Regions from separate parts of the Mus musculus genome. Here regions 2, 3, 4, 5, 6 and 7 are each linked to region 1. A link is a contact called in public HiCAR-type and promoter capture Hi-C data. All regions are on one chromosome and are shown on one strand. The core of a region is the stretch at or near the end of the contact, and the rest is flanking DNA. Distances in the headings are between cores, read along the strand shown. Region 1 holds the start of Ttc33 (tetratricopeptide repeat domain 33). Region 2 holds the start of Selenop (selenoprotein P). Region 3 holds the start of Osmr (oncostatin M receptor). Region 4 holds the start of Rictor (RPTOR independent companion of MTOR, complex 2). Region 5 has its middle 24 kb from the start of Fyb. Region 6 holds the start of C9 (complement component 9). Region 7 holds the start of Fbxo4 (F-box protein 4).

The links. Promoter capture Hi-C pulls out the DNA fragments that hold promoters and counts their contacts. HiCAR-type assays count read pairs that join an accessible place to other places.
Region 2: a contact with region 1 is called in a promoter capture Hi-C map of pre-B cells, with 6 times the contacts expected there. The contact joins the promoter of Selenop here to the promoter of Ttc33 in region 1. A contact is called at or near these places in 6 of 39 promoter capture datasets (the 3T3-L1 cell line, the C10 cell line, the HPC-7 cell line and 3 more), 1 of 484 Hi-C or Micro-C datasets (pre-B cells) and 2 of 115 datasets of contacts at active chromatin or transcription factors (astrocytes and large pre-B cells).
Region 3: a HiCAR-type map of astrocytes shows a contact between it and region 1, with 4 times the contacts expected there. The contact joins the promoter of Osmr here to the promoter of Ttc33 in region 1. A contact is called at or near these places in 2 of 39 promoter capture datasets (the 3T3-L1 cell line and hippocampal neurons), 1 of 115 datasets of contacts at active chromatin or transcription factors (astrocytes) and 1 of 9 other capture datasets (liver).
Region 4: a promoter capture Hi-C map of pre-B cells shows a contact between it and region 1, with 6 times the contacts expected there. The contact joins the promoter of Rictor here to the promoter of Ttc33 in region 1. A contact is called at or near these places in 20 of 39 promoter capture datasets (the 3T3-L1 cell line, 3T3-L1-derived adipocytes, the C10 cell line and 10 more), 7 of 484 Hi-C or Micro-C datasets (CD4 T cells, the HPC-7 cell line, cardiomyocytes and 4 more), 14 of 115 datasets of contacts at active chromatin or transcription factors (the 230-238 cell line, T-cell acute lymphoblastic leukemia, astrocytes and 9 more) and 2 of 9 other capture datasets (adipose tissue and liver).
Region 5: a promoter capture Hi-C map of the HPC-7 cell line shows a contact between it and region 1. The contact joins the enhancer-like site here to the promoter of Ttc33 in region 1. A contact is called at or near these places in 8 of 39 promoter capture datasets (3T3-L1-derived adipocytes, the HPC-7 cell line, cranial neural crest and 4 more), 1 of 484 Hi-C or Micro-C datasets (cortical neurons), 5 of 115 datasets of contacts at active chromatin or transcription factors (embryonic stem cells, extraembryonic endoderm stem cells, pro-B cells and 2 more) and 1 of 9 other capture datasets (liver).
Region 6: a contact with region 1 is called in a promoter capture Hi-C map of liver, with 8 times the contacts expected there. The contact joins the promoter of C9 here to the promoter of Ttc33 in region 1. A contact is called at or near these places in 9 of 39 promoter capture datasets (the 3T3-L1 cell line, 3T3-L1-derived adipocytes, cranial neural crest and 5 more), 2 of 484 Hi-C or Micro-C datasets (bone marrow-derived macrophages and liver), 4 of 115 datasets of contacts at active chromatin or transcription factors (embryonic stem cells, epiblast stem cells, extraembryonic endoderm stem cells and 1 more) and 2 of 9 other capture datasets (adipose tissue and macrophages).
Region 7: a promoter capture Hi-C map of pre-B cells shows a contact between it and region 1, with 5 times the contacts expected there. The contact joins the promoter of Fbxo4 here to the promoter of Ttc33 in region 1. A contact is called at or near these places in 11 of 39 promoter capture datasets (the 3T3-L1 cell line, the C10 cell line, the HPC-7 cell line and 6 more), 1 of 484 Hi-C or Micro-C datasets (pre-B cells) and 1 of 115 datasets of contacts at active chromatin or transcription factors (large pre-B cells).

The regions. Positions count from the first base shown.
Region 1 is chr15:5,183,994-5,187,088 of GRCm38.p6, reverse strand. It overlaps Ttc33 (tetratricopeptide repeat domain 33), which reads right to left and starts at 1,529. Exons shown (of 5, transcript NM_026213.3): 1 at 1,321-1,529.
Region 2 is chr15:3,269,451-3,272,545 of GRCm38.p6, reverse strand. Selenop (selenoprotein P) reads right to left here and starts at 1,569. Exons shown (of 5, transcript NM_009155.4): 1 at 1,494-1,569.
Region 3 is chr15:6,872,859-6,875,953 of GRCm38.p6, reverse strand. It overlaps Osmr (oncostatin M receptor), which reads left to right and starts at 1,641. Exons shown (of 18, transcript NM_011019.3): 1 at 1,641-1,753.
Region 4 is chr15:6,706,945-6,710,039 of GRCm38.p6, reverse strand. Rictor (RPTOR independent companion of MTOR, complex 2) reads right to left here and starts at 1,659. Exons shown (of 38, transcript NM_030168.3): 1 at 1,589-1,659; 2 at 1,360-1,407. The coding sequence starts at 1,637.
Region 5 is chr15:6,554,143-6,557,237 of GRCm38.p6, reverse strand. It overlaps a transcript of Fyb not described here. Among named protein-coding and RNA genes, the nearest start is that of Fyb, 24 kb to the left of the region's middle. Within about 2 kb of position 1,472, at least 129 of the 459 cell types and tissues checked have an H3K27ac peak or open chromatin away from gene starts, as enhancers often do. A contact at or near this core is called in the HPC-7 cell line, where this site is marked.
Region 6 is chr15:6,443,795-6,446,889 of GRCm38.p6, reverse strand. It overlaps C9 (complement component 9), which reads right to left and starts at 1,544. Exons shown (of 11, transcript NM_013485.3): 1 at 1,407-1,544. The coding sequence starts at 1,489.
Region 7 is chr15:3,977,906-3,981,000 of GRCm38.p6, reverse strand. Fbxo4 (F-box protein 4) reads left to right here and starts at 1,428. Exons shown (of 7, transcript NM_134099.2): 1 at 1,428-1,759; 2 at 3,004-3,095. The coding sequence starts at 1,577.

The sequences.
Region 1 (3,095 bases), core at 280-2,779:
ACTCAATATAAAGGAAAAAAATAAATAAATGTATGCATCTGAGAAAGATGAAAAAAAAAATCTAACAAGTCCTTGTGGAGATTAGAAACGACTTAATAATGAAGAAACAGCAAGCGGTATCAAGGGCCTACTAAAGTGAAAAAGCAGGAATGTGTTACCAGTTTATAATACCAAGTTTATATTTTCTCCCAAACTGCCTGTGGACAAGGAGACTGAACTCAATTACAATACCGGTAAGTGCTATCAAGCGTGATCCAATGACCTGTCAGACAAACGCACACTAGTGTCTGCATGAAAGTGAGCTTTAGAGAATAGAAGCTGGCCAGGCTTAAAAGAGGGAAGACTCCTGGCATGTGTGAACATCTTCCCCAAGGAAAATGTAATGCTCTGATCTGATCCGGGATCTGAAATGCTACTGGGGAGAAAATACAGACAATAGTCAATTAATGATTCGGGACTCCCCTTCTCGGTGATTAAAATGTCCTAACATCAATTGGTATAATGGCACGATTTTGTGAACAGCAATAACGGTTACTGAGTCATAGACTCTATTAGGAGGAGTTGTATAACACGCCACTTACATCTCAACTAAACTGTTTTCATCTTACGCTATGAGCTTCTTGTGCCTCTAGGCTGTGCTTGTAATTAGTACTCACTAAAAACCGCGTACAGAAGGAGCTTTGCTTGATCTGTACCTGGATGGATAAGGCACCAAGCTTCTTTCCAACCCGATAACAGATCAAGTGGGTAAATCACAACTGTAAAGGTTTCGTGCTAACTCTCATCTGGAGTTAAAAGTCTACGTGCTCTACAGAACGATGAGTGGCATTAAGATTCTAAACATGTACGATGCTCTCCACCGCAACCGCTCGACTTGACCCTTTACCGGGCCATAAATAAGCTGGGTGCTTGCCACAGAGTTAAAAACGTCCTCCTGAACTGACTGCGTGAGAGGATGCGGCCACCCAAGATGGAAAAACACCGGCCGGAGGTAGAGAATCACAACAACCACCCTCCGAACAGGAGAGATGAATCCGCAGGTGAAGAACGAGAGAAACGGATTCCCTTAAAATGCTACCCGAGGAGAACACAGGATTCAAAACTGGCCCCTGCCTCGGCTGCAATAAAAATGAGCTCCGGCCATAGCAGCTCCTCGGGCGGCCGGGCCGGCACCCAGAACCCTGCCACCGCGCCCCGCGCCCCGTGCCCAGGTCGGAGGCACGCCCCAGGGCTCTGTGGACCTCACCGGGCCACCCTCGGCCCTCCCTCCCGCACGCAGCAACCCTCAGCCCTGTCTACCGCCTACCCGCAGCCAGTTACCTGAAAACACTCTGTGGTGCCGTGTTTACATTCCACGTGCCCTTTGGCACCGGAAACGGAAACTATTCTGCCGGGATTCTAATCTGCCTTGCCTGCCTGTGCTTCCCGATTCTTTATTTTAAAAAAAAAGCATGAAATCATCCTGGGACGTTCTAAAGTCCAGCAAGGCGGACAGAAGAAAAGAAGACTTTCTTACCCGCCAGCGCCCTTCTGCAGGACCACTAATCCCAGAAGTCACTGCGGCGCCCTAGGGACTATGGGATTTGTAATAAAGACACCAGACGAAGCGCCCTCTAACTGCAGCCGGGAATGGACTCCCGTGTTTGAGGTTGTGCTTTGCAATACACACAGTCCTCAGGTAAATAAATGGCTTACCGCCTAGTCTGACCGGCCTAGCCGCTGAAGGGTCTGTGAGATGCAGAAGGGGGGGGGGGGGGGGGGGGGCGGAGACTGAGCTGAAATAAGTGCAAAGGGTGCTGGCTTGTTTGTGTCAACTTGACACAAACATATACTTAGCTATAAAACAGGGAATCTTAACTGAGAAAATGCCTGTAGGGAAATCTATGCGGGCATTGTCTTGATGAATGATTGATGTGGGAGGACCCAACCCATTACAGGCAGTGCCACACCCTTGGCAGGTGGTCTGGCCCAAGGGGAAGCTAACTGAACAAGCCTTAAAAAGGACCAATTACTGCCCTGCTTGAGTTTCTACCTTGATTTCCTTCTATAATGTGAAACTAGACGCTGATATAACCCCTTTCCGCCCCGAGATGACTTTGGTCATGGTGTTTTATCCCAGCAACAGAAACCTTAAGTAAGAGCCGATCAGGGAGGATTGGGCTGAACTGCAAGCTTCCTGTGAGAATCCACAGCAGAGCCTGAAAGTAGCACCTGTCACTTCTTACAAGTAAATTAGCAGGCTGATGTTAACAATGGGGCACACTGAGGGAATTGAAAACTCCTTAAGTTTATCCACATAGCTGTGCTACACAAAGCCAAGATCGATTTATGGAGACCACGCTTTTTCAACGCGCCACCGCATGTCTTACTGGCTAGTTATTTGTTGAGGTAAACTGATAAGTTATTTCTCCACTGGTAAAATGAGCCAATTCAAGCCAGATTAAAATATATACAACTGCAGGTTTATTAAGAAGCTGCTCTCGGGCAGGTGAGTTCACTGGCCCCAAGGAAGGAGGCCAGAAAAGGGAGAGAAGAGGAAGAGAAAGAGAGCCCTCAGGCTAAGACAAGGGGGCAGGGGAGATGGGGAGGGAGAAAACAAAATGGATTATATAGCAAAGATCCTCTGGGGGAAGGGAGTCCAGGCCCTGTGCTGAAAATTCAGGATTGGGGGCCAGTTATACTAGGGACTGAGGGATGCTGGGAGAACCAGGAGGCCAGGTCTGCTTTGGTATGTAAAATATACACCTAAGTTGTTTGTTCCTGGGTCTGAAACCAAACAGAAACATGGTAGGATTCTGAGATACCATTAGTAATACTCCCCTCCCCACCTCCCACCCCCATCCCCATCCCCACCCCCCCCACACACACATACATTACCAAAAGGACTACTAACTTCTTTCTCTCCAAAATGTCAAATAGTCCCTGAAGGGACACTCTTACCCAACGCTGGCATTAAAATCACTGATGCTGGCCCCAGCGATGGCTTACTGCTCTTGTAGAGGACCTGGGTTCAGGTCCAACACTCAACAGAGAGACTCAAAACATCTGTGACTCCAGTTACAGGGGAACTGCTGCCCTCTTCTGACACCCACAGA
Region 2 (3,095 bases), core at 320-2,819, 1.9 Mb after region 1:
GTATACACTGAGAGTTTTAAAATACATCACCATGCAATAACTATAGCAGCCTATATAACTATAGCATTAACTATAGCATTTCTATATGCTCTATGCTCTGGGGAAAAAAAGAAGGAAAAAAACCAAGCTATTCAGCGTCTTAATAGAAAATCTAGCTGGTACTTCTTTCCTAAACTAAATTCATGTGAGGCTCTGGGATCAATCGCTAACACACACACACACACACACACACACACACACACACACCTCAAAACACTAAACTAAATTCAGTCTTTATAGAACTGCAGCATGAAGACACGGCCCTTGATACTCTGCCATAAGGCAAATATTTTCAAATGGCTAAATGGCAGACATAAATGAGAAGACTATTTCACCCACGTTTCTAATGAAAAGAATGATCGAGGGACAAAGGAAAAGCTGGAGAAGATGAGTTTCCACTTGCAGAGTTTCCCATCATTAATCAATAGGCTGCTTGACTTTGCTTAAGGTTGCTTTTATGGAATAAGCTTTGCATTTTAACTGTAACTGTCGAAGAGCTATATAAAAAGAATGAAGGCAAATAACAAAATTAGATCCAGTAATAACTGGACAGTGGTTATAGCGATTACAGTCTTCAGTTGCAAGCCTAGATACCTGTTCATGCTCAAAACTACAATTGATTGTACTCCATTAAAAGGAAAGCAAGCATACTCTTTGCCACACATCCTCTCCCCTTGAACAACAAAGACCACAACAAAAACAGACCAGCATTTTAAAGCCCCTCATCCGCTGGGCTGTGGTGGCACATGCCTATAATCCCAGCACTTGGGAGGCAGAGACAGGAGGATTTCTGAGTTCGAGGCCAGCCTGGTCTACAGAGTGAGTTCCAGGACAGCCAGGGCTACACAGAGAAACCCTGTCAAAAAAAAAAAAAAAAAAAAAAAAAGCCCCTCATCCACCTTCAGGCTTCCACCCTCTACTTAAATTCAAAAGCTCCCCCACCGAAGGACACCACCTGGACTGCCTTAAAGCAAGGATGGAGCCCTGCCCTGGGGATGGAGCCTGCTCAGTCTGCTCCCTCCCAGTTCTGAAATTGCTTCCGAATTCCCTGGACACCTCTACAGTACAGTGCGGTGCGACAGGCGTCTGTCCCATCTCTGCTCTTGAAATCCACTAGCTTTCCCTCTTGTTTGTCCTCACTCTAACCCTTCGTGGGAAACCCTGGAATTTAGTGAGATAATATTGCCCATATGACACCACAGTTCCCTGCAGAGAGAAACAGCTGCATTTTACATTGCCCACAGTAAAGGACAAAAATCAACAACAATAAAAATATAAAATTAAAAAAAAAAGTTAACTGTTCTTCCCCGACACTTCTTGTTCATTAAACAAAAAAAATGCTTTTAATGTCTTTTAGTCATCTTTTTACTAAGTCTATTTTAAAGCGGGGGAGAAACGTATTTTACCTAAGAAAAAATATTTCCCAAACTGTAAAAGAATCAAGTCCTACTTACGCAACCCCTTCGGACTAGCTTCGTCCTGTCTCTTTGCTCTAGTTAGAGCAGCTCCCCAAAGCCACAGGCTGACACTGACTTTTATAGCCCTGTTGTTTACCTCGCCCTCTGAGGTGCAGTCCAAAGTTCGGTGCTCCCTCCCGCTGCGACCTTGCAAATGCAGCAAGCCCCTGAACAGTTTCCGATCACAATGAGAAGAAAGTTTAAACAGCTGAGGCAGTACTTACTGAGGGAAGACGGACGACTTTTGACGAGTTTCTAACTTATTTTCTGCTTTTGATCACCCTATAATCTAAGAATGGTACAGTCCAGGGTGGAAGGAAGGGCTAAGGGGAGAGAGGTCCTCCAAGTGCCTTTCCTTTCGAAACTACAATAGGGAAAAACATTTGCCTAGCCAGCAAGTTACACAGCTGTTTTAAAAGAAGGGAAAACATGTTTGTTTTCCTTTTCCTTTATGAAGAGGAAGTTCTATACTAAACCCACACTGAAAGCTTCTTTAGAAAAGTCACCTGCTGTCACATTATTTTGGTCTCCTGCTACTATAGACCTATCTTTGTTTGGCTGTGCTCAGCAGAATTTCAATTGGTATGCAATCCCGTGGGAGCTCTGTTCTTGCGGGTTTCCTTTAATATAATGAACTAAGAAAATCGTCTTCAATCTGAAAGAAACCAGGCCTCATTTAAAATGTATATAGTAGTGCTCATTCTTTTTGTGTATCTTTGTCTCTCGGTGTCTCTGTCTCTGTCTCTGTCTCTGTCTCTGTCTCTCTCTCTCTCTCTCTCTCTCTCTCACACACACACACACACACACAAACACACACTAAGGAAGGGGGAGGGGCAGCACATGGTTGCCTCAGGGCAAACATGGAGGTCAGAAGACACTTTTGTAGAGTTGCCTGCTCTCCTTTCTCCTTTAATTGGCTTCCCCTTTAACTGGGTTCCAGGAATCAAATTCGGGTCTTGCCCGGCAACAGCCTTTACCCTCTGAGCTACTTCCAGGGCTGAACCCACAGTTTTCTCACAGCTGTAGTGCTACTTATAAATCCCAACAGAGTCTCTTTTAGCTGTTGCTTCAGGGTTATGTTTTATGCTTTTTTTATTTCTCTTAAGAACTGTATGCATGTATACAATATATTTTGATCTAACTGGGACCCCCTACTGCCCACTCCAACTCTTCCCAGACCCCTCCCCAACACATTTTCCTCCCAGCTTCATATGGGGTTGTTTGGTTTGGTTTTGATTAGTTGGTTGGCTTTGTTACCGAGTGCAGTTAAGGCTGTTGATACCTGTACAGGCACGGGGCTGTCCATTAGAGCATGAGCAACCTAACACAAGCCATACCCTTGAAGAAAAATGACTCTCTCCCAGTGGCCATCAACTGCTAGTAGCTTTTCAGCCCTGGTGGGAGCCTCCTGAGTACTCCCCAACACATGAGGAAATGTAAACAGACTTGATTAACAACAGCTGTGTGGGTGGGTGCAGGAGCACAATCGTCCTATGGTATCCAAAAATCACTGCTTTGCAGCGGTCCTCCCCAACCTCTAGCTCTTACAAACTTTCCACCCCTTCTCCTGTGGTGCTCCCTGCATCTTGGGCAGTCCTC
Region 3 (3,095 bases), core at 392-2,891, 1.7 Mb before region 1:
ATATTACTTATAGGACAATGAATGAAATGAAGATAATATCACTAAGCAAATTAAGCCAATATCAGGGAGAAAAATATCACCAGGTTTTTTTCCCCTTATTTGCGGTTCCTAGATTTCATATAGATACATAAGGTTATGCAATCAGGTATGACACTGAAGTGGAATTAGAACTGGCTTGGGGGACACTGGTGGACAGAGAAAGCGGGGGAGATCCGCGGGAGAATACATTCTATATACATGCACGGAAACCAAGAGAATTCGCTCTGCATACATGCATGGAAACCAAAGGCCGTATTAACCCGATGCAGGAAACACCTTGCTCAACTGACACACCCGCACACCATTTTCACAGATAAATAGAATCAAAAAGCCTTTTTAATGGGTGAGAACTTGGCTCCACACTGCTCCCGCGGCTGTTCGCACGGCCACACTAATGGGCTCATTTAAAATAAGTAATAATGGCTATGGCAAAGGAGCACACATTATTTACTAGACACGATGTGCCTTTTTCTAATTCTCTTCAAATATTTGCTGTGTGCTCCAGTCTTTCAGGCACCATTAGGTATTAGGTATTTAGAGGAGTACTATCTTTAATAATAATAATAATAATAATAATAATAATAATAATAATAAAAGATCCTTCCCTGAATTGTCATTAGGGAGGAAGAAAAAGCATACACAGACACGAAAGTAAGGCGTTGTAACTAATATTTCTGACATTGTTTTGAGGTGTCCCAATACCCCAGTTACTTATTCTAAGACTGATTTGTGGATCCGCAAGTTCTGATCTATAGCCATTTCCCTCAGTCTCCTTCCATTTGTGACTTGTAGGTAGTTTCCAAATGTGAACTGAACTATAGCTTGGAGCAAGGTATAGTGTGCAAGTGGGCGGTTCTCCAGGCTTCTTGGCCTGGCGACTGGTGGGAACTTGTTGCCACACCTCCTGTGGCGATAGTTTTGTGCCAGTTCCCAAAGACGACGTGGCTGTGGACATTTTACCATGCAGCCATAAAGAGAGGTCAAAAATGTCTTTCAAGTGCCCGGTTAGTAAAGATCTGATGGCGTTCTAAGGAGAGAAAGGAACTTGGATCTTCGTGGACAAAGAATTCAGGTCTGTAGCTGAAGGAGGCGTGGCCACACAGGGCGTTTCCAGGTCCTGTAGAGGAAGCACAGTTCATAGATCTCTGTTCTAACACGTCTGTCTTGCTCTGAACGCCGAAAGTCAACTCGATCACAAGTTTGATCCAACAGTTTGACATTTCAGGTAATTTTCAGACGGAGCGCTGGGGTTGGATCTCCCAAGCAACACAATTGGCTCTGTGCAGGACACCTGGCACGGGGCACTGGGTCGCAGCTCGTCCCCTCTCCCTCCAGGAACAACGATGCTCAAGGACCAGCTTTTCCTCCCAGGCCTCTCCCACTTCCCTTCTCACCGGTGCTGCCCGCCCGGTCCCGGGAACCGCGCCCGTCGCAGGGTCCCGATCGTTCCCCCCTACATCCCCTTGGGACCAGGAGCAAATTCCTGTGGGTCCCAGGAGTGCCAAAAGTGCTCAGCGAGACGGGAAATTGCAACAGTACTTGGCCCCTCGGCCCTCCCCCGGCGCTTTCCCGTAACTCCCGCCCCTGGACACTTGCCCCGTAGTTGATTCATAGCTGGGGCGCGGGGCCGCCTCCACACGCCTGGACAGACGTCCGCGCCCGTTCCCCTGTGAGGCCGAGGACCGGCAAGGCTCCGGAGCAGGTCGCCAGGCGGGTGAGTACGGGACCCGTGTGCCCGCGCTGCCGCCTCCATCCACTTTCCGACGGGCGAGCCGAGAGCTTTGCTGCCCCGCGCCTCTGCCCTGTCCTGCGTTAGTTTTTGCCTCCCGAGACTGCACTCTCAGGAGCCGCAAGAGGTTGTGCCAGAAAAGTGCCACCTAATTGGTGGGCAACTCTAAAAGACTAGATACTCTCAGCGTGCACGTCGCTGGGACACCAGTCCAGGCCTGCTTTGAGGTTCACCGTCCCCTGGCCTCTCACTCAAGCAGCTGGGGAAACACTTGCTGAGTTAGAACTCCCATTTGGGCCAATTTGGTTTCTCTCACAATACCCCGTGGGAGTGGGAGTTGATGGTTTCCCCCAGCCTCTTGCTTTCCAGTCCTTAACTCCCACCCGTCCCTGTCATTTCTCCGGGACTAGGTGCTTCCCTCTCCACTCAGAGAAGAGCACCCCACAGCCTTGGGGGCAGAGCTTCTATGCGGGTGGGGAGAGCAGGTACCACCTCTCGAGCTGCTTGAACGGAAGTGTCACCACTAACAGGCAAGGATGCGCATAGGGGTCAGTGTCTCTGAGAGTAGGCACCAGTGAGATGCTGAAACGGGAGCGTGAATACAGGTTCCCTGTAACAGTTCTTGACGGGCCGCTTGTTCACACACTCTTCATCTTCCCTGCCTGCCTTGTGAGTGACCAAGGGCACAGATATAGGGATTACTTTCAGACGGACAGATGCTACCTGCCTGCAGGACATGGTGAAAGCGCTTTGCGATCAAGCTGTTTTTCAGCTCAGGACTCGTGGACGTGAGGATGGATGTAAGCAAAGCAGACAGAATTGAAAGTGGAAGCTAGGTGCAGACCAAAGGCATTCTGCTTTTGAGAGGTGGTGGTGGTGGTGGATGTCGGGGGAGACCGTGTGTGTGTGTGTGTGTGTGTGTGTGTGTGTCTGTGTGTCTGTGTGTCTGTGTGTCTGTGTGTCTGTGTGTCTGTGTGTCTGTGTGTGTGTGTCTGTGTCTCTCTGTGTGTGTGTCTCTGTGTGTGTGTCTCTGTGTGTGTGTCTCTGTGTGTGTGTGTGTGTGTGTGTCTGTGTCTCTCTGTGTGTGTGTGTGTGTGTCTGTGTGTGTGTGTCTCTGTGTGTGTGTGTGTGTGTGTCTGTGTCTCTCTGTGTGTGTGTGTGTGTGTCTGTGTGTGTGTGTCTCTGTGTGTGTGTGTGTGTGTGTGTCTGTCTGTGTGTGTGTGTCTGTGTGTCTGTCTGTGTTTGTGTGTGTGTGTCTGTCTGTGTGTGTGTGTGTCTGTCTGTCTGTGTGTGTGTCTCTGTGTGTGTGTGTGTGTGTCTGTGTCTG
Region 4 (3,095 bases), core at 410-2,909, 1.5 Mb before region 1:
AAAAAAAAACAACTAAAGCTTGACCTTTTTTCTATAGTGTTTCTGAAAGCTGGTTAATGGTAAGAGTGTTCCAGATCACTGATGTAGTCGCCATCTCTAGGACTGACACACCACTGCACTGGATCTTTAAAGAGGTTCCCCTTTGAAAGGGCTCCTTTACTCAAAACAGCTTCCTAAACTATCAGAACCAAATGCTAAACAACAAACACGTGTTCATGAAACTAAATCAAAACTAGTCTTTCAGTCTACACAGAAGGATTCTTACAATACAAAAACCGAAACAGAACTGAATTACGCAGTCAATACAGAGATGGGTCCCCCAAATCCCACATCCACCAAATAACTTTATACGACGGTCACTACATACAGGGTGGGTGGGGGAACCAAATTCATGTCGTATATACAATGTTTACGACTGTTCTTGTCTTGTTTTAACGTCCTAAGGTGTTTCACGGATCTCAAAAAGTGATTCCGTAACAGCAGAACTAGTTAAGTTACACTCCACTCCAGCGCTGTGGAGTCGGACCGTCCGGAATCTGTAGACCCAACTCCTGTTTAAGGAGGCAGAGAACGGACTGATGCTTCGGCGAGATACTGGGAGATGAAACACCAGCCCGGGGGCCGGTGACCGAAGCAAGAAAATACCGATCGTTCGCCGGGTGCGGTTCTTAAAAACAAAACACACGCGGGGCTCGCCCTGCTGGGAAAGGTGTAAACAAACCCAGCTCTCCTCCACTGCAGCCACAAGGTACACAATGAAGCGGCGGCCGAGTGAGGGGGCGGGCGGTCTCCAGCCAACTACAGCCCCAGCGGGCCCGGGAGACGGGAAGCGAGCAGCAGGGAGCTGCGGCGTGAACCAGACACTTAGCAGTCATCACGGGCTCTCCGGGTTCTCAAAAAGCTGCGGGGACCCCCCCCACCCCACCCAAGAGGATCCCACGGGCAGGGAAGAGCAGTCCCGCAGTGAGCAAGAAGCCGGCAGGGTCCAGCATCTGCTCTTGGGGGGAACGGGGAGGGCAGGATGTGGTCGCTCTTCCCACAAACATCCTCCAGCAACCTAAATAACAACCTCTACCTTGCTCCCCCACCCACCCCGTCCAAGGCCGCCCCCGGGATCCGGAGGTGGGGGGACCCGGGAGCGGACGGAGGGGGGACACACACGCGACCGAGCCGGCCGGGGAGCTCCGCAGCCGCCCGAGGCCCCGGAGCGGGCTCAGCCCCCCGGGCAACCCGGGCCACCCGGGCGCGGGGCAGGGGGATGGGCGCGGGCTCGGCCCCTCGCTGCCCCGCGCGGCTCGCCTGCCAGCCCGCCCGCCCGGCTGCCCGCGCCTCCCCGGCGGCCGCGGCGGCCCGCGTTACCTCGGGTCAGATCGAGCGGGACGTTCTCCTCGCCGCTGTCATTCCGCCCTGTGCGAGACAAGACACACAACCCCAGTTAGAATCCATCGCAGGCCGGCGGCGCCCGACGCCCCGCTCGTCTTCCCCGTCCAACCTCACCCCACCCCATCCCCAGGCCCGGAGCAAAGCCGAGCGCCGCGACCCGTGACCCGCACCGGGTGAGGCGAGCGAGGGCGGCGAGCGGGCTTACCTCGTATTCGGAGGTTCTTCAGAGAGCGGCCGCGGCCGATCGCCGCCATATTGACGGGTTTCAGTCACAACACCGGAAACCTCGCCCGATCGCGCGAGAACCCCCTTCCCCTCCCCGCGCGCCGTTCCCGCCCCCTCCGCCCCCCTCCCGCGGCAGCGCCCCCGCCCCTCGGCACGGAGGCTCGCCCGCGGGCGCCGAGCAACGCGCCGCCGCCTGTGCCGACCCGCATTGGGCGGTGGGATGCGACCCCCGGCGGGGGGACACGGGCAGGGCGTCGGGGCGCAGGCGTGGTGGGAGGCGCAGTTCCCACGGGGGGGGGGGGCGCCCATTGATGTGGCCCGGGACTCTGGGCGCGCGCGCGGCGGAGGTCGGGATGCGGGCGGGCCACCTGCTGGCCCGCCCCGCCGCACTCCCCGCGTGGCTTTAAAGCCCGTTTCCTTACTCATCGGCTAAAATTGTTACCATTATTTTTATTATTATTATTAAAAGAGAGGGTGGGGTCCGGGAAAAAGGCGCGCGGCGCACAGTTAGGAATGTCGCTTTGATCCTTTTCCCAGAACCGCGGCGCCCCGAGTGAACACGTAACAAAGTTTGTTTTCCACCCACGCTCTGACCATTGAGCTAAGCGGCTTCGCGCTTGATCACAGGCAAAGCCGCTCGCCGCCGCCGCCGAGAGCTGGGCGGCAGGGCGGAGGTTTGCTTTCGGTCCGCCGGGCATCCGACGTGCAAGGAGTGCAGAAAGCGGGCGTGCAGGGCGCTCGCCCGAGCGCGGGACTCTTTCCCCGGCGCGCGCCAGCGCCTGGAGGCCCGGGACAGGGTTTCCTCTCCCGGAGCCCGGGGAGGAGGCTGGGCGCCTCGTCCTGGCTTTCTGTTACTCCTACATCACTGGCTGATGCCGATGTCGAGGATCGATGTTTTTAATGCGGACTAGTCACAAGGATTAGTTTACGGGTTTCTAGAAGCGGGTTAGTACGCACTCATTTGGCCCTTAACCCAGCAACTCTCTTAAGCTAGATTACTTTAATGAGAGGATATTTTGTCTCCTCCTATTCCTCACCTCTCTCTTCCAGACTTAAAAGTCCAAAGTGGAGATCTTGCCTTAACCACTTAGTTTTTAGTACAGACGTCAAAAACGAGTATCTGTTAGTGTAAACCTTCAGCTCCTTTTGTTCTAATAATGTTCTAAATAATAATAATGTTCTCACTAAAAAAAAAAAAAAAAAAGCAAACCAAAACCTCTCTAAAATCAAAAAGAAAAATAAAAAAATATTAGAAAGACTCTCCGTGTTAATAATAGTGAGCAATTGTAGACTTGAAAGCCCAAAGGTAGAAATTATGCAAATGTAATTTAAAATGACTTTGTTGATCCAGTATATTAACAGAGTGGTATTAAGTAAGCAATTACAGATTTCCTTTACTCATAAATGCTTGAAATACATATAAAATTCAAATGGTTCATTATAAAATACTTTTACAAGCATTATATAAGGAAAAAAATCCAAGATGT
Region 5 (3,095 bases), core at 223-2,722, 1.4 Mb before region 1:
CGTGACTAAAGGTTAAGGCGAGTAGAGATCTTGCTGCACTAAGGCCTTGGGTCTGTGGAAAATACTCTCTTCCCAACAAGTAAATAGTCCCAGACACAAGTAGCTTATTTTTGGTCAACTCATCAGCCATACCATCATTTCCTGTGTGGTGTGGCAACAGGCGTTCTGGCAGCCGCTAAGCTAAGGAACTTAGAACCACCCTGAACATAATGAAAGAACGAATAATTTAAATGATGACAGCACTTGTTCTTGTGGATGAGACAAATGTTGGCTATGGGCGATATACACTGGTAAAGCTCACCAGTTGGAAAATAGGAGCATGAGGATCAGAAATCCTAGGTCCTGTCCTGGCAGCAAAAGCAAAGCCAAGAAACCAACCAGCCAGGAACAAGATGGTGCCTACTGCTCATAGCATGTCAGTGAGTTTGGTTCTGAAACTTTCATTTGCTGTGAATAGGAAATCTTCATGAAATAAATAGTAGGGGAATAAACCTCAAAACAAAGAAGACAAAGATGAGGGTTTCCTTGGACACGGAGGTCCTCTGTACTACAGTGGAATGAATAGAACCAATTGAGTTTGGCTCAAGTTCCACTCTGAGGATGTGGATTAATGGTTGGATATTAACCTATTTCTATTTCTTGGCTTTTAAGTCTATTGGAGGAATCATCATCCTCGTCTTACACAAAGATAGAGAAGCATTCTGACTTTGACAAGCGGTACAGATCCGAGAGGGCTGTCTGCTGTCTTGACTGACGTAATCCTGACTCAGGATGATAGGTTGCCCTAACCTCAGAAGATAAAAATGAACATTGCATGCAACCATGAATAGATACTTACATACTTAAAAAAATGGTAGGTGGAAAATTTCATATTATGCCTTATAATTCAAAGTTAAGGAGTTAGAGAGGTGGCTTAATGATTAAGAGCACATATAGCTCTTGCAGAAGACCTGGGTTCAGTTCCCAGCACACATATACACATCATAACTGTACATAACTCGAGTTCTGTAGGAATCTGATGGCTCCGGCATCTGTGTGCATCTGCGCCTATGTGTTACACATCAACACACACATACACACACAGATCACGTAAACTTAAGCAATATTTACTGTAAAATCATAAATGTGTGTATGCCTACATTGTATGTACCATATGTAAAATATATGTATAAGATGTATATGTGCGTCTATACAATTACTGTGGTGTGTATAATAATGGAAAATGCTTTACATTGTCAGGGGAATTTTTTTTTTCAATGCAGGAAATGAAATCCAGGACTTCACGCCTATCAGGCAAGGACTGTGCCCCTGAGCTACACCCCAAGTCCTATTAAATGAATATATATTTTCTTCCTTTGACACTGACCTTAGAAATCCCCTCTGGAGGGAAAAACCAGCCTCCAGCTGGAACTGAACAAAGCCCTAACTCTTTACCTAAGGTACTTGCAGTGCCCACTGTGCTGACTCATTTGCCTGACTTAGAGGGCAGGAGGGGCGGTTATTGTGTGAAGAAACAGTGTGTGTGAAGACAATGAGGTCTCTTATAGTCAAATGGGGAACTGTTACTGGGGTGTAGGAAGAGGAAATAAACAGAGAGTTTTACTCCCAGAGTACAGGCTGCTATTCTCTGCAGACACAGGTCAGCATCGTGCTTGTCCAGAGGCAGTGTTTGGATGATTAACTCAGTTTGGAAAACTTCACTAATCCGTGGCAAAGATTACCTTTGCTTTGACAGCTTTTTTAATTGAAAAAAGTTTTTTTGTTTTTTTTTTCATACAATATCTATCCTTAGTATGTTTTCCCTTCCCCCAGTCCCTCCTGGATCTTCCCTACTCATCCAAGTTTATGTTGCTTTTTGTCTCTCTTTAAAAATAAAGCAAAACCAAGAAGCATACGTGTACACACATATGCACACCCCGCACCCCACCCCCCACAAACACACACACACACACACACACACACACACACACACACACACACTAGAAACCAAATGTTCAAGAAGACCACCATTTTTTTTTAAAGAAGCCCAAACAAAGCAAAATAACACACACAAAAAAAAAGGTCTACAAAAAATACCATCAAGCTCATTTTGTGTTGGCCAACTCCTGTTAGGCCCAGTGCCTTCCCTGATCTGTGCTTGATATACCTGGTAAGACTCCATTGGAAAGAACTAATTTTTCCTTTCTCAGTGGGTAACACTAACAGATAGCTTCTCAGTTAGGGGCGTGTCCACTTCCTTCTCTCAGTTGACAGCTAAATGTTGAACCACGCCCTTCTGACTGTGTGGCAAACTCTTGTGGGTAGAACAGGCTGACTACTCCTGTACCTGCCAGTGGTTTTTGCAGACGGCTCAGTTGCTCGTGGGCACTGGTGTACCACTAAGCTGCTCTCAAAGGGGCATTGCCATCTGGAGTCTCCACTAAGCTTTGGAGCTTAGTTCCTGTTACTGTGATTAAAAACCCTGACCAGAAACAATGTAGAGGGAGGGCTTATTTGGTCTACAGTTCTAAGTTACAGTCTTTTATTTCAGGGAAGTCAAATGGCAACTTGCAACATAGTATCCACTGGCCAGAACAGGCAGAGAGATAAGAATCCACTTGGCTTTCTTCACTCCAAGTCAGTTAATAACCCAGCTCTCTTAGCTAGCCTCCAAGTTTTTGCTTTCTTTCAGTATTCTTTTTTAACTTGTAAAATGCTAGAGTATATAACATTCATTACTTAACAGCCAGCCAACAGTCAATACAACTGCCCCAGTCATGTCCAACAGGCCAACCCGACGAAGATAATTCTTCAGGGAGACTCTGTTCCCAGGTGGCTCCAGGTTGTGCCAAGTTGGTCCCTCAAGCTAAAGAGCACATACCGCTTCCTTCTGCTCTCACCTCCCTCTCTCCCACTCGCTTTCTCTTGTGGTTTAAAATCTGGAGTGAAGGATAAGTGGAAAGTCTGGAGGGAGGCACGGCCATGTTGAGAGTGGCAGAAGAGCTCTGCCCTATTTCCTGAGTTCTCATTTATAAGGGTGTTTCTATATACAAACAAATGGGTGAGGCCAAACTGACTGTGCCTTGTACAACCTCAAGGGGCCCTTGCCAGTGTGG
Region 6 (3,095 bases), core at 295-2,794, 1.3 Mb before region 1:
AGAGCTACATGAGCGGTATCTCCATTGTGAGTCCTCTCCTGGAAAGTGAACCGCAACCCACATTGGTGGGGGGAGCCCAGGCCGAATCGCCTCTACCTCCGCAAAGGTGAAGGCAGACAAAGGTGGCTAGCTAAGTCAAAATAGGCTTTGGTTAAACTTAGGGGAATTGAACTGGACACAGGACATGATTAATGCAGACGGAGGAAGAGTGTCCAGGCATGTGTTGGTGTTGGGGCAATTTTCTGTTCTGTCCTCAGAGAACAAGCTATAATGGACTACATGGGTTTGTGTCTTCTGTGATATTTACATGGAAGGAAGGGAGAGCTTCAAGCAGCCGTGATCTCTAGCACTTCTGGGTGCAGTGATGTGCAAGAGGCTTTTACTGTCCCCTTGATTTATTGGCTGGGTGTATTTGGCATGGTGTCACACTCTGTTTTCTGTTGCTGACACAGAATGCCTGATGTGGGTGATGCATACAGGAGAGAATTTTACTCTTCTCACAATTCTCATGACTACAAATTGCAAACAGGCATCTGGACAGGATTCCTGTGGTTGTGTCCTAACATGGTCACTAGAAGCAAAATGGGAAGTTCCTGTATTCAGAAGAGTCACATATGTAAGGAGACATGAGTTGGAGGAAGAACCTAGCCAGACAGATCTGCTAGGAGCCACTCCTGCTAGGCTTGGCCCATTCCTCAGAGATAGTCCATTTATGACTGTGGAATCCTGAGACCTTCTACCCCTTAAGAGCTCCACCACCTCTTTCTGCTGCCACACCAGGGGACTGAGTTTCCAGCACATGCAACCTCGGGGACACCCTTATACCTTATGGGTTTTGCAAACCCAAGAAGCATCGGATAAGAAGGAAATAAAGAGGCCGTGCTGGAAGCAGAACCATCGAAGCTGTACCATGGCAATTCTTGGGTAGAGCAAATAGACCCTCAGACCCAGGAACCAAAATGTGGACCACGGAATGGAATGTCACAGAAGAGAAGACAAGACAAATAGTTAGCCTTTGCTTAATGTGGGGGCCAAAGGGCCATGCAGCCAACAGTTAAAAATTATTAGGTTTTGAGATAAAGGACACAAATATTAACTTTCCTCATTGTGAATTTCTCAGCCCATAGACACTGATCAGCACTGATTTATCAGAAACTGGAGACAACCGTTTCTTTTTCCCTCTGATCCTAAATGTTTAAAGGAAATATCTTAGCATTAACATTTCAGTCCCTCCTTTAGCACAAACACCCAGAAGCATGAATACACTTGTTTAGAAAGTTGAAATCCTGGGTGTTGTATAGGTCACTGTTTAGCTTAACCTTTATTGTCCCTACTTTGCTGTTAAGCCCTGGACAGCAGATTCCACAGTAGAATTCCAGAGATAAACAGACAAGCTATGGACTCACCTGGAAACGGGTATTGGCATCTGTGCATTGACACCCAAGGCAAAGATGGCAAGGGCTAAGGTGATGGCCATGCCTGAGGCCATGCTGCTCCTCCTGGGGAGCCCTGGAGGCTTGCAAAGCATTCCTTTGCAGCCGGAGGACAAGGGGCAGTTCTGTTCTGGGTTTTGTTCATAGGTGTTGGCTTAGGCTAAGTGTCAAGGTCCAACCAATGGAGAGTCATTGTAATTCCTGACTGCTATTTTCCCTTATTGACAAAGTGTCATTATGCAATAAACCAAAAAAAAAAAAAAAAAATGCCAAGGTGGGGAAAAATTAGGAGCTGGGTTAAAAATAAAGCAACCAATAAAACAAAATCCTAGCAGTTCTTTCCTTGGGAGACTCTGGAAGGGAAGCTAAAGAGAGAGGTATAATTTGTGGGAGAGACCTATGGATTATTCTTATAGAGTCCTAGGCTCAGAATAACTACAGAAAGAACACAATGAAAGATGAGGCATAGGTGGGGGATATTCTAAGCACCTCTCCCTCTGAAAGTCAGATATGTGGCTTGTTTCCACCCAAGCAAGGTAACGTGTGGAAATGTAAGCTTTTTGTGTATAAGTTACACACCTCTTATATGTATATTTTTCTGAAAAATGCAAAGTAAGCACCACAAGGCTTTAGCAACAGCCACCAAATGGATTTGGCCTGATTATGATGGAAGCACACACCAAAAGGATAGGATTATCCTCTGCCATAAGGAACACTGCTTGCCTGACATCTCCACATTCTCCAGGGCCATTGAGAGGGAAAGGTTCTGGAAGCGCTGATGGGTGTGGACCGTGCAACCTCTCTGAGAGCACTGATTAGTCAGGAGAATGACCCAGGGATGTTGCAAGTGTGGAAGGCTGTTAGTCTTTATCTTACTCAAATTTAACTGACTGGGGCTTCTCAATTCTTCCTAATGTGTGGCTAGGGTTGGGACTTAGAATACACAATGGGTGTAGAGAGATATCTGATGTGTTGGAGGTTTGTGGGTAATATATTATGAATTTACAATGTCTCATGACACTCTTTTTATCTAGTGTTTTGTTTGTTTGGGGCAGGGTCTGATAGGGTAGTTCAGGCTAGCCTGAGACTTGCTGCAGCCCTTCTGCCTAGACCCAGTTGCTACAGTTACAGGTATGAGCACATACCCAGCTGTTCCTAGCAGTTTTGTTTTGTGGAGGCAGATTTGCCTCAAACCCTCCCCTTGCATAGTTGAGGATGACCTTCAACTCCTGATCATTCTGTATCCATTCCCCAAGGATGGAGACTGCAGGCTTGCACCAAGTTGCATGGCTCCCTGATACAGTTCTTAAGAGACATTCATAGAAAATGATTAATTACAATAGAGCAAATCTTGAATATTAGCATAGGCAAAGGTAAAACAGATGTCTGTCTGGTTGGTGGGATGACAGAGCTAGTTATTTTAGGACCATCTTACCTATGCCACTGAGAGAAAAGTCTCTGATCTCCCTTTTCTTAATTCCTCCTTTTCTCATCCAGAGCTTGAGTTAATTAATTCCACCGACTTCTCAGCTTACAGTGGAGACCATGTGCTTGCTTGACATGTAAGTCATGCAAAATTGTCAAGTAATAAGACTGATTCTTAAAGGAGTGCTCATAGCCTTCAGTGAATGAATCCATGCCAGAGGAACACTTTCCACTAGC
Region 7 (3,095 bases), core at 179-2,678, 1.2 Mb after region 1:
TTAACTGTTTTCCCAAAAAACAAAAAACAAAGCAAAACACAAACAAACCATCTTGGAATAGTAAGTGGTTAAAGGTTGACAGTGATTTTGAGATAGATTATGTGGGCTCCGCCCATCTTCCATGTTCTCCAGAACAAGGTTTACACCTCAGGTTATAACGTGGTGATCCTTACTAGATTATTCTAAAAGATTTTAAAGAATTTAACACGTGACTACTAAATCCGAAGTATTCCCGTGATGAAGTCTAGATGTGGAATGGGTTTGGGGATTAGATTAAGTGAGGTAATCTACTTTAAAGAGACTGATAACCTGCTACCAAATAGGTATTTGTGTCTTTCCTAAAACTATATCCAGTGCTATATAATATTTTGTTATATAGCCTACCTCTCATTTCTTAAATTTCTTTTTGATTATGATTAAAGTTACTAGAATAGACATCACTTTTGGAAGATTAAAAATTCACTAATGGCTTTTAATAGTACCACATCCAGGCTTTTCTTTCCTATCAAATTTTCTTCTGACCTTTTATGATAGATCATTGATTGAACAATTTTTTAGTGTATGTACATTTTTGTCGTGGGCTTAAACTCACCATTTTGGTAGAAAATACCTAATAATGGAGTTTGAGGAAGTAAATGCAAGCAAAATGTGAGTGGCCATGGCCAGAGATTGGATTCAGGTTGGCACACCAAGTTGTGGAAGCAGTTGCAAGAACTATTATAGCCACAAAACAAAGACCATACATCAAATACATATACCACCTACGCTGATGAGGGCATTATGTACACAGCCTAGATAAAATTGGCTACATCTTGCCTGGCTTTCAGATGTTACAACATTATTTACTTTAAAATCGGTAAAGGGGGCAGGTGTTTGAGAGATGGTTCAGCAGTTATAAGAATGTACTGTTCTTTCAGAGGGCCTGAGTAGGTGGCTCTCAAGGGTGTGGTTTCCAGTTCCAGGGTTTGTGATGCCTGTGGCCTCTGCTGGAACCTGAGTGCTCATGCATATATCCACATACATGTAGTTAAATAAAATTTTAAGCAAAGCTTACAAGTTTCACCCAACCTCATGAGGTTAGACCAAAACCAGATTGAAGTTAATATTAAAAGAGCTACGCTTGAGGCAGTTTTGGCTTCCCATCTACAATAGTTTCTCCACAGCACGATGTTCTAGTCAGCCAAGGTTATCTTTAATAACACATAAGGCTCCTGATAGCCTCCACGGGCTCAGTTTTTGCTCAACTCCAAGTGGTAGATTGCTGATTCCAAAACACAGAAGCACACATACAGCCTACTTAATATCTAACGCTTAAGGGGAAGCAAGATTTCAGAAAAAGGGTGGCTGTTCAACAAGCCCTAGCTCCCAGGTCCTTGTGGTGACGCACAGAGGCAGGGAGGGACCCGGAGGATGTGTAGTGTGGGAGGGTTTGGGCTAACGGGGTGAGTCATTCCGGGCCACCTCGGCCTGGAGCCCTGCCCAACCGACCAGCCCGGGTCGTACCAGCGGGGCGGAGGCGGAGGCCGAGCGGCTGGGGAGCCCGTGCGCCCCGCGGTGTCGCGCGGAGCCTGCGACCATGGCTGGAAGCGAGCCCCGCGGAGCCGGCTCCCCGCCGCCCGCCAGCGACTGGGGCCGCCTGGAGGCAGCCATCCTGAGCGGCTGGAGGACCTTCTGGTATTCGGTGGCCAAGGAGCGGGCGACGCCGACGGCCTCCCGGAAGGAGGCGGCGGAGGAGACGAGCGCGCTGACGCGGCTGCCGGTGAGCCGAGGCCGCAGGCCGCGCACAGAGACCGCCGCAGGCCGGGGGCCTGGGCCGGCAGGGCAGCCACTTCCGGGTGTGTGCTCGCCTGGAAGTGAAGTGGCCAGGATTGCCTTGATGGTAACTCTTGGTATCCCCCTGCCAACCAAGGTCGCACTACAACACTCACTAATGACCAGCGAGATCACCCACAGGTTGTCAGTCATCCTATTTGGATGTCTGGAAATCTGATGAAGGAAGTGGGTTAGCTTGGAAGGCATTCCAGTGTCTTTCTTCTGCACATTTTAATCCCTAGTCAATGTATTCCAGTTAGGGGGGGGGGGGGGTCGCCTAGAGCAAGCAACTCTGACATATCCAAAGCAACAAAACTGCCACATAATTGAAACCAGTAAAGTTACAAGTACCTCAAGTTAGGTCAGGCTGCAAAGAGGATGCATGCAATTTAAAGTTTCAGAGAAAGATAAAATAAATAAATAAATAAATAAATAAATAAATAAATAAATAGATTATACATTGTTGATGACAATTCCTTTATCTCAGTTGGGTTATTAGTACATCCCACTGACATTCACTCTAAATGAAAGCCACAGGCTTAGGTTACCTCCAAGCTTCTCTCAGGTGTCCTCGGAACCTGATTAATACTCTATAGAGAGAAATTCAAATGACAGGTTCACATGCTTTCATTTGATCTAGTGATAAAATCAGAAAAACCGCCACTTTGTTTTTTTAGATTTATTTATTTATTTATTTTATGTATATGTGAGTACACTGTCACTGACACACCAGAAGAGGGCACTGGATCCAAATTACAGATGGTTGTGAGCCACCATGTGGTTGCTGGGAATAGAACTCAGGACCTCTGGAAGAGCAGCCAGTGCTCTTAACCTCTGAGCCATCTCTCCAGCTTGAAAAAAATCTCCACTTGACACTCATTTATTTTTGAAGAACAAATTAGTAACTGGTACATCAACATACTCATGGAAAGAAATGAAAGGAACTGGTTACTTTGCTTGAAAAATAGAAAGGCAGAGCTTGAGTTTGCAACATTTCAGGTGTGTTAGGGATGAAAATGTTTAGTTTTGAATTTTCTATTGGTGGAGGGATGTTAAGATAGACTTATGTATTTTAAAGAACCAGTCATTCAGGCGACCTTCAGTACAATGATTCTTTACTGATTAGGCCACCGCAAACAGTTGCCCCAGACAGATGACCTCTTTCTTTCATGCTGCTTGCCTCTCTTTCAGGTTGATGTGCAGTTGTATATCTTGTCGTTTCTTTCACCCCACGATCTGTGCCAGCTGGGAAGTACAGATCATTACTGGAACAAAACTATAAG